Linked DNA regions of Mus musculus: region 1 is linked to region 2. The links are chromatin contacts, called in public Hi-C maps. All regions are on one chromosome and are shown on one strand. The core of a region is the stretch at or near the end of the contact, and the rest is flanking DNA. Distances in the headings are between cores, read along the strand shown. Region 1 overlaps Notch3 (notch 3). Region 2 has its middle 4.7 kb from the start of Gm30187.

Evidence for each region. Hi-C and Micro-C count contacts between places; a contact is called where the count stands out from the background.
Region 1: a Hi-C map of liver shows a contact between it and region 2, with 4 times the contacts expected there. The contact joins two enhancer-like sites. A contact is called at or near these places in 3 of 484 Hi-C or Micro-C datasets (bone marrow-derived macrophages, liver and nephron progenitors), 3 of 115 datasets of contacts at active chromatin or transcription factors (embryonic basal ganglia, kidney and pancreatic cancer cells) and 2 of 9 other capture datasets (adipose tissue and pancreatic islet).

What each region holds. Positions count from the first base shown.
Region 1 is chr17:32,121,166-32,126,207 of GRCm38.p6, forward strand. It overlaps Notch3 (notch 3), which reads right to left. Exons shown (of 33, transcript NM_008716.3): 32 at 3,117-3,214; 33 at 1-1,695. The coding sequence ends at 655. The region is part of intron 1 of Gm38585 (a long non-coding RNA gene); the gene reads left to right. Among named protein-coding and RNA genes, the nearest start is that of Gm38585, 11 kb to the left of the region's middle. Within about 2 kb of position 1,591, at least 38 of the 459 cell types and tissues checked have an H3K27ac peak or open chromatin away from gene starts, as enhancers often do. A contact at or near this core is called in adipose tissue and liver, where this site is marked.
Region 2 is chr17:31,700,983-31,705,961 of GRCm38.p6, forward strand. No RefSeq gene overlaps it. Among named protein-coding and RNA genes, the nearest start is that of Gm30187, 4.7 kb to the right of the region's middle. Within about 2 kb of position 2,464, at least 27 of the 459 cell types and tissues checked have an H3K27ac peak or open chromatin away from gene starts, as enhancers often do. A contact at or near this core is called in adipose tissue and liver, where this site is marked.

The sequences.
Region 1 (5,042 bases), core at 341-2,840, 420 kb after region 2:
CACGTCTTATCTGGAATGCAGTGAAGTGAGGAAGGGGAATGGGGAGGGGAAGGAGGCTCCCAAATGTCCCCTGACCCCAGGGGAGGGTGTGCCCAAGGCTGGCTACTTGGTACATACGAGGGCCACATACTCAGTACGTGGAGCCCTAGTCATATCTGTGTACTCAGTACACAGAGTCCGGATTGGCCAAACGGGCCCACAGACTCAGCCCCACGGGGGCGCTGGAGGAATTTGCAGCGGGGGGAAGGGAGCAACTCCATATATATATTTTGTAAAAAATAATAATAATAATAAGTTTGTTTAAATGAATTTGTCTCTATACAAAATGTAAAAAAGAAAAAAATAATAACTCACTCTTGTCAGAGTGTGAGACAATGAGAAGCAGAAAGAGGGGGGGGAGGAAGTTGAGGCAGGGAGAGGGATCAAAAGGAGGTCCCAGATCCCTTAGGGGGCCAAGGTGGTGGAAGGTCAGCCCCTACCCATTATAAATAAAGGAAGACTGGGGGTCTGGGCTGGTGACCAACTTGGTCACACTACAAGACAGAGAGGTGCAGGAAGGCTGGGACAGAGAGAAAGGGATGAGAGTAAGATTAAAAAGGAGGAAGAAAGAAGTCATAGAGGAGTGTCACTTCAGCACCCCTCAAATCCAAGAACTTAGGCCATCACCTGCCTCTTGGGGGTAACTTCTGGTTGGGGTCCCAGCTGAGTCTGGGACTGAGGGAGGGAGGGAACAGATATGGGGTGTGGCTGAGCAGGCAGGGCTCCAGAGGCTGTGGCATTGGTAGCAGTTGCTGGGCTAGGTGTTGAGTCAGACCAGTCTGAGAGGGATGGGGGGGATGGGCTGGCCCAGTGCTCTGGGGACTCAGGAGACGGGGTCAAATAAGGATGCTCGCTGGGAACCCGCAGGAAGCGGGCCTTGGTGGGGCTACTGCGGGTTCCTGCTGCAGGATATTCCTCTCCATGTCCTGGAGCAGCCAGGTAGGGTGGGGGCCGCTCTTGGGGAGAAACTGGGGCTCCTGGGTTGAGCAACTGGGGTCCCGGAGCCAGGGGCAGCAGGAATGAGGGCCCTGGAGGGGCAGGTGGAGGCAGCCTGGCCCAGTCGAGGGGAACAGCTACAGGATTGAGCAGACCAAAGCTGAGCACACAGCCCCCAGGAGGCTGGCGCCCCAGAGGACCCGCCCTACTTGCGCCTAGCTGTGCCAAGGACACCGCGGTGGCCGTGGTGGCATAGGGGCCCTCCAAGGGGAAGCCTCCAGGGGAAGCAGGGGGCCCACTGAAAGGCCGTGGTGAGTCCAGAGAGTCCACCGGTGACAGTGTGACAGAGCTGTCTGCCAGAGGTCCTGGACAGGCTAGTGTCAGCTTCTTGCCCCGACCACGAGTTCCCTGTGGCCCCAGCCCGGTCTTGCCAGGTGGCCTCCTGCTCTTCTTGGTCCCAGACTGCACCGCTTTGAGGCCAGGAAGGAAGGCCCCTGGTGGGCAGAGCAATGGCCCTAAGCCATGGGGACCAGAGGGACTTCGAGGTCCACTGGGCTGGTCCAGCAACCGCACAATGTCCTGGTGCAGCCGCTCCTGGGCCACGTCCCGGGGCAGCCTGTCCAAGTGATCTGTGATCTCCCGGTTGGCGAGATGATCCAGCAGCAGCTTGGCAGCCTCATAGCTGCCCTCCCGAGCGGCCAAGAACAGCGGCGTCTCTTCCTGAGGCGGGGGAGGGGCAGAACCCACGGAGGTCAGTCACTCTGGCCAACACCTAGCTTTCTAATCTCTAGGGCAGCCTGAGAACTAAGAGTTGATACCCTGGAAATAGATGGACCTGAGTTTGGATTCCAGCTCTGTTGAAGAAACAAGCTCTCTCTGTAGCAGGCACATCTGGCCAGGACTTACCTTAGGCACAAAATTTAAAGGGGCATCAAAACTTCCAGTCATCAAAATAAACTGCATGGTGATGTTATAAAAGTTTTAAAAAGAGTTATAAAAGATTAAAAAGCACGCCTTTAATCCCAGCACTCGGGAGGCAGAGGCAGGCAGATTTCTGAGTTCTACCAGTTTCTTTGTCCTGGTCTACAAAGTGAGGTCCAGGACAGCCAGGACTATACAGAGAAACCCTATCTTGAAAAACCAAAAAAACAAAAGATTAAAAAGTGAGTTGTTGGGGTTCTGGTGGTCCTGTACACCTTCAGTCCTACCATCCAGGACACAAAGGCAAAAGGGTCTCTGAGTTCTAGGCTAGCCTGGTCTACAAAGTGAGTCCTTGTCTTAGAAAGAAAGAAAGAAAGAAAGAAAGAAAGAAAGAAAGAAAGAAAGAAAGAAAGAAAGAAAGAAAGAAAGAAGGAAGGAAGGAAGGAAGGAAGGAAGGAAGGAAGGAAGGAAGGAAGGAAGGGAGGGAAAGACAGAGATGGAGACAGACAGAGAGAGAACCTGAGCCTATGACCCCAGCACTTGAGAGGCTAAGGCAGAAGACTCACCAAGAGTTTGAGGTCAGCTTTTGCTAAATTAACCAGTAAGACATGATCTCCAAAAGAGAAGGAAACAATGTAAAGACTGGCAAGACGGCAAGACGGCACAGTGGGTAACCACACTTGTCACTCAGCCTGGTGACTTCAGTGCCATCCCTGGTATCCACACGGGCAGTTCACAACTGCCTATAGATTCAGCTCTAGGGGGATTCAACACCCTCTTCTTGCTTCAAGGATATCTGCAACTCATGTCCACATACTTACACGCACACACTATTTAAAAATAAAATATATCATTGAAAAAAGAAAAAGCCAGGCATGAGAGCATATACCAGCATTTAGTTAGTAGAAATATGAGAATTGTGAGTTCAAGGCCAACCTGAGGTAGGAAGTTAGTCTCAAAAAGAAAGAAAGAAGGAAGGAAGAAAAGTAGGCTTGTTCAAGCTCAGCAGCTCATGCTGCTGCTTCCCCTGTCACAATGGGGACAACTGCGTTCGATGTCACACAGCGACTTCAACAGTTTGCTCTCACAGCCTTCAGGCCAGAATCCCACTCCTGAGAGCTGACTGCAAGCAAGATGGATGCCCCTAACAGGCTTATTCCTCCCTGACTCTGCTTTGTCACATTCAGGGGCTGTAGCACTGTAGGCCCCCAGTGGCTCACCTTGCTGTCCTGCATGTCCTTGTTGGCTCCATTTTTCAGCAGAGCCAAGGTAGCCTCCACGTTGTTCACAGCTGCAGCCCAGTGTAAGGCAGATTTCCCTGTAAGGAGATAAACATCAGTGTCAGGCTCATGTCAGGTTCTCCATTACAGAACAGGCAGAAATGTGTAGAAAATGGCCTGGCAAGGACTAGAGAGGTGGCTCAGCAGTTAAGAGCACTGACTGCTCTTCCAGAGGTCCTGAGTTCAAATCCCAGCAACCACATGGTGGCTCACAACCATCTGTAATGGGATCTGTGTATGTGTACACACACACACACACACACACACACACACACACACACACACACACAATTCTTTTTTTTTTAATTGGTTTTTCGAGACAGGGTTTCTCTGTGCAGTCCTGGCTATCCTGGAACTCACTCTGTAGACCAAGCTGGCCTTGAACTCAGAAATCCACCTGCCTCTGCCTCCCAAGTGCTGGGATTAAAGGCGTGCGTCACCACTGCCGGCTCACATATACAATTCTAACATATATATGAAGTCTAATAACAGTGAGAAATGATAATCTCGGTGCTTAGGTGTGCAGCTGAGCCCTGGAACGCTGAGTAGCATCTAGAAGAGCCTGCGTTTGATCTCCAGCACCACCAAAATAAATTCCAAATAATTATTTCCTCAAGGAAGATCTACGTACGACCAATGATCAGGTGAAAAGTTAGCCAGGTTCATTTCCCATGAGGGAAATGCAAGCTAAAGCCACACATGTTCATGTGGGTACAGCACAACACAGAGAGAAGAGAACAAGAAAGGCTAAATGTATGGGAGGAGGAAAGACTAAGTGCAGGCACGAGGCATTTGTGAATGACGACAAAAACTTAGGTGTTCTAGTTCTGATTTGCCATGGTCTTTTGGGGTTGGTGGTGGATAAGAACCTAAGAACCTAAAATAGCCGGGCGTGGTGGCACACGCCTTTAATCCCAGCACTCGGGAGGCAGAGGCAGGCGGATTTCTGAGTTCGAGGCCAGCCTGGTCTACAAAGTGTGTTCCACGACAGCCAGGGCTACACAGAGAAACTCTGTCTCGAAAAAACAAAAAGAAAAAAGAAAAAAAAAAAAAAGAATCTAAAATTTGTTCAGTACTAAAAATATAAAATTTAATGTGAAGTTTCATAGCTTCTGCCAGAAGGCCAATTCTAACTGTATATAAATTTATTACGTTATATAGACTTTGGGTCTGGTTAATTTGGATATATGATTTTTTAAAATATTTATTTTATATATGAGTGCTCTATCTGCATGTACACCTGCGTGCCAGAAGAGGGCATCAGATCCCATTACAGATGGCTGTGAGCCACCATGTGGTTCCTAGGGATTGAACTCAGGACCTCTGGAAGAGCAGACAGTATTCTTAACTGCTGAGCCATCTCTCCAACCCTTAAAATTTTTTCTTTTATTATTTATATGTACGTGTGGGGGTATGTGCATGTGACTGTAGTGCCCAAGGAGGCCAGAGGGGACATCATGTCTTTCTGGATCTGGAGCTACAGGAAGTTATAAACCACTCTGTGTATGCTGGGACCTGAACTCAGGTCCTCTCTAAGAGCAGTTAGTGCTCTTAACTACTGAGCCATGTCTCCAGCATGATATGTGGTACTTTCATTTACTTGCATGGTTTTTTATATAATAAAGCTTTTTAAAATATAGAATATTTAGAACATGTGCTGGGCTTGTCGATAAGTCAGTAGCGTGCTTGCCTGGCATGCACGGAGGTGTGGGTTTAATCCCTAGCACCTCCGTTGTGGTGGCACACACAGCACTTGGGACCTATTTGGCTTGCACTCTTAGATCACAATCCATCACTGAGTGAAGTAAGGCAATAACCTGAAGGCAGGTTTGACAGCATTAGCTCCAACTAAGGAGCTCACTTCCC
Region 2 (4,979 bases), core at 1,214-3,713:
CAGGGCTACACACAGAGACCCTGTCTCAACAAAAACAAGAAACAAAAACAAAAACAAAAAACCCCCACAAACAACGAATAAAGTGAAATATCACCAACAGGTCTGTGTTTGGACATGTACTCCCTGCCAAGTGACACTGTTTTGGGAGACAGTGACACCTTTGTGGTAGGAAGTGTGCCTGGGTCACTTGGGGTTGGATGGAGGATCATAGCCTGACCTTGCTTTAGAACTGAGCTCTTTGCTTTCTGATCTACTGAAATGTGAACAAGACAGGCAGCAAACTCTCACCACCACGGCCCTCTGTGCCTTCCCATGCCAGGATGGTCAAATATTTCTGAAACTGTAAACCAATTGTTCCTGTCAGGTATTTTGTCACAGTAATGAGACTAGCAACTAATACATTATATTTGTACTAATACAAATAGAGACAGCATTAGCCTGTCTGTACCCAGTTAAACTATCAATTGAGAATGCTCGCCAAAATAGACATCTCTAAGCCCAGATACCTATCTAGTAACAACGTCAACAACTTCTTCTTCTTCTTCTTCTTCTTCTTCTTCTTCTTCTTCTTCTTCTTCTTCTTCTTCTTCTTCTTCTTCTTCTCTTCTTCTTCTTCTTCTTCCTCTTCTTCTTTTCTTCTTCTTTTTCTTCTTCTTTTTCTTCTCTTCTTCTTCTCTTCTTCTCTTCTTCTTCTTCTTCTTCTCTTCTTCTTCTCTTCTTCTTTTCTTCTTCTTCTTCTTCTTCTTCTTCTTCTTCTTCTTCTTCTTCTTCTTCTTCTTCCTCTTCTTCTTCTTCTTCTTCTCTTCTTCTTCTCTTCTTCTTCTTCTTCTTCTTCTCTTCTTCTTCTCTTCTTCTTTTCTTCTTCTTCTTCTTCTTCTTCTTCTTCTTCTTCTTCTTCCTCTTCTTCTTCTTCTTCTTCTCTTCTTCTCTTCTTCTTCTTCTTCTTCTTCTTCTTCTTCTTCTTCTTCTCCTCCTCCTCCTCCTCCTCCTCCTCCTCCTCCTCCTCCTCTTCCTCCTCCTTCTTCTCCTCCTCCTCCTCTTCCTCCTTGTCCTCCCCCTTCTTCCTTAAAAAAAAGATTTATTTATTTATTTTGTGTATGAGTGCTCTATCTGCATGCACACCTGCATATCAGAATAGGGCATCAGATCTCATTACCGATAGTTGTGAGCCACCATGTGGTTGCTGGGAATTGAACTCAGGACCTCTAGAAGAGCAGTCAGTGCCCTTAACCGCTGAGCCATCTCTTCAGCCCCATTTAGGGACTTCTACATGATGATTGTTTTTTTAGAGATTTATTTTATGTTATGAGTACACTGTTGCTGTCTTCAGACACACCAGAAGAGGGGTGTCGGATCCCATTACAGATGGTTGTGAGCCACCACGTGGTTGCTGGGAATTGAACTCAGGACCTCTGGAAGATCAGTCAAACTACTGAGCCATCTCTCCATCTCGATTTTTTTTTAAGTCTAAAATGTTCTTCAGATTTTTTTTTTTTTTTAAATTCAGGAGCAAGAGAGATACTTTTAGATCATTGGTTCTCAATATGTGGGTTGCAACTTTTTCACAGGGATTTATACAACAATTTATAAGAGTAGTAAAAATACAGTTATGAAGTAGCAATGAAAGTAATTTTATGGTTGGGGGGGTCACCGACAGCGTGAGGAACTGTATTAAAGGATGGCAGCATTAGGAAGGTTGAGAACCACTGCTTTAAACTAAGTGTATATGTTAAATGTTAAAAGCGCCAACAACGTCCCTAAATAGAATAAGAGAACCTTACAAAACTTTAAATCGATGCAAAGACAATAAAGGCATAAAAACATTTAGTTAGACTTGGGAAGACACGTGGCGCGGGGTTTTCTTGTTCCACGTTCTTACAGGAGCTGGAAGGTGAGCCCTTCCATGGAGGAGGCTTTGGATGTGTATACCCTTGGATGTACATTCTGAACAAGAGAAGAGGGTTTTAGAAGAGAGTTTTCTTACAAAGCAGGGCAGAGCTTATGCCTTCCATAGCTGCAGCCCAGCTTGACATGTAGAAGGCCATGCTTACAGGTGACACGAGATGACTTCTTGGAACAGGAGACACCAGCTCTTATGTGGCACAGAGGTAAATATACATATGATGGAAAGACCAAAGAGCTAGCTGTGGAAGCAACTGGCGGTGCCACCCAACTACACTGTGACACATGGTTCAGAACTCCTGAGGTTTTATGGACAGCCATTCCTTCTGCAGTCCAGTCTCAACGACAGAAATAAACACACTTATAAGTCCCTGGCAGGTCGATCTCTGGCTCAACTGGCTGTGTCCTGGAACCCTCTGGAGTCTGACTGTAACTCTCGTGGCTGCCCTGAATGGAGGAGGTGAGTCTGGGGACAGGCACACCCAGTCCTGACCCCTGTCAGGGACTACATGAATTGCGGCCCAGGACAGGTGTCAGCACCATCCACATTTAGCAAATGAGTTCTAGTTTCAAACATCAGGAGTCAGATGAGTTTAGGCTAGGTCGCCTTTGTGCTCTGTACTCTGCTGGGCTGTAAACAGTGGCCACTCGATAGCAGGGGTCAGGTGACCTATTACAATATTCATGTGTGTTGGGCCCTCTGCCTTGTGGGTCTTTGCTGTCCTGGTCTGCAGTACAGTGGAGCTGGCTCTGCTTGGGCCCCTCGTGTTGTGTTCAGTGGGTTAATCCTGAGCCCAGAGCTTTCTATTCTCCCCCAATCCACTTTGCCCTAGTGGGGCACAGTATACCCTCCTGTGTCTGGTCTTGTGCAATGCTCACAGTTGCTAGCTAAGAATTACCACCATGTGACTGGGATTGGACCTCTCCTCTGGGCTGCTGCCCAGGAGGCCTGGCAGGGCAAGATGCTTGCAATGTGCAAGGAGACTCTATTGCAAGACAGTGTGCAACTCAAGTTTAGCTTTTAGACAGTTTCCTGTCTGGGCTGAGGCTGCTCTGGGACTCCAGGCCACCTATGCAAGGGCCTTCCTGAGTCGTGGGGTTGGCGTGGAGTGTGAAGGTGGAAATCTAGACTCATCTTGGACCTGAGTTTCCTCCTCTGTGATACAATGGGTCAGGTGGGGAGTCAGAAGGTCAAGGATGCCTTGCCTTTGAAGATGTGAGACACAGACTTGTTTCTAGGAAAGCAGGCATAGGTACCCATACACACACACACACACACACACACACACACACACACACACACACACACAAAGCTTGTACTCAGAATGGCTCATATGTGGATCCTGAGATCAAAACCATCAAAGTTTTTGAGTTGGAGTGTGGTGGTGCACACCTTTAATTCCAGTACTCCAGAGGCAGAGGCAGGTGGATTTCTGTGAGTTTGAGGCCAACCTGGTGGTCTACAGAGACCTGAAGCCAGCCAGGACTACATAGAGAGACCCTATCTCAAAGAAGAAAATAAAAGAAAAAAATTAAAAAAAATTTTTTTTTTGGTGGGGTGGGGTGGGGTGGGGTTTGGTGGATGGACTGGTGGCTTACTGGGTGTTTGCTACCAGTCCTGAGTACCTGAGTTCAATCCCAGGGAGTAATGGATGAGAAGAACTGACTCTCTGATCGCCACCCGCACACCACGGTATACACGCATGTGGATACACAGAGATAAATGAGTGTAATTTTCTGAAAGGTTGGCTTTTTCAGTGGATTTGGTGGAACACACCTAAAATCAGCATTGGGGAGGCAGAGGCAGGAGAATCACAAATCCAAGATGGGCCAGGGCCACACAGTATGACTCTGTGTCAAGGAAAAACAGAAATACAGATGGACGTTTTCGAGCTGCTAGCATAGCCTATTGGTGGTTCATGAGATTAGCTGCATCTCTACCAGGGTTAGAGTGAAAAGGGAAATCCAGGTAGCAAGACTAGCAAAAGACTAATTAAAAACATAAAATCAAGGGCTGGCAAGATGGCTCAGGGGGTAAGAGCACTGATGGCCCTTCTAAAGGTCTTGAGTTCAAATCCCAGCAACCACATTGTGGTTCACAACCATCTGTAATGAGATCTGAAGCTCTGTTCTGGTGTGTCTGAAGACAGCTACAGTGTACTTATTTATAATAAATAAATCTTTGTGCCTGAGTGAGCAGGGCCAACCGGAGTGAGCAGGGTTGACTGGGGGGAACAGAGGTCCTAAATTCAATTCCCAACAACCACATGAAGGTTCCCAACCATCTGTACAGCTACAGTGTACTCACATACATTAAATCAATCAATCAATCAATCAATCAATCAATCAATCTTAAAAAATAAAATAAAATCAAGAAGACAAAAAGACTCAGCCTCAGACTTCAGGAGATGAACTCTGACACTCATTCGGTAGCAGCCTGGGGCCACCTGGAGCTGCCTGGGGCAGCCTGGAGCCTTCAGTTGCTCTGAAGAGCCATCTCGTCTCGCTCTGAGCGCATCCAGCTCTCACCTTGAGGGGTGCGGAGGACCCTGAACACGGTGTCCTTGTGTTTCAAAGCCCAGGGGTCATGAATCACAGTACAAGCTCATCCCATGCCAAGATCTGGCACACCCCACGTGCATGCTTGTGTGTGTGTACAAGCTCGTTCCACGATGAGATCTGACACACGTCACGTGTGTTGTGTGCACACTTGTGTGAGCACGCAGCTGTGACACTGGTGGACAAATCTGGGGACTGTCGTCCATCACTACCGGATCTTTCAATTGCCTCCCTCCCTTATAGCAGTCTCGTCTGCTCCAGGCACCCTCCCCTTCTTCAGTAATCATTGTAATTAGGGAGTTCTGCATCCCTGCGGGAGACTTGGCGCTGGTGTTGTATTTCTGCATGGCCTGGCAGAACTCCTCCTGGCCATCCCAGGGCCTGGTGGGACCTGGCAGTGTGCATGGGGTGGCCACGCCAAGCTCCTTTGGCAGCCGTGGTACCCTTCACATTGCCAAGGAGTGGGGCCCTGTCCAGCTCAGCTCCTTGGCCTCTTGGGCAACTTAGGAAAGAAACTC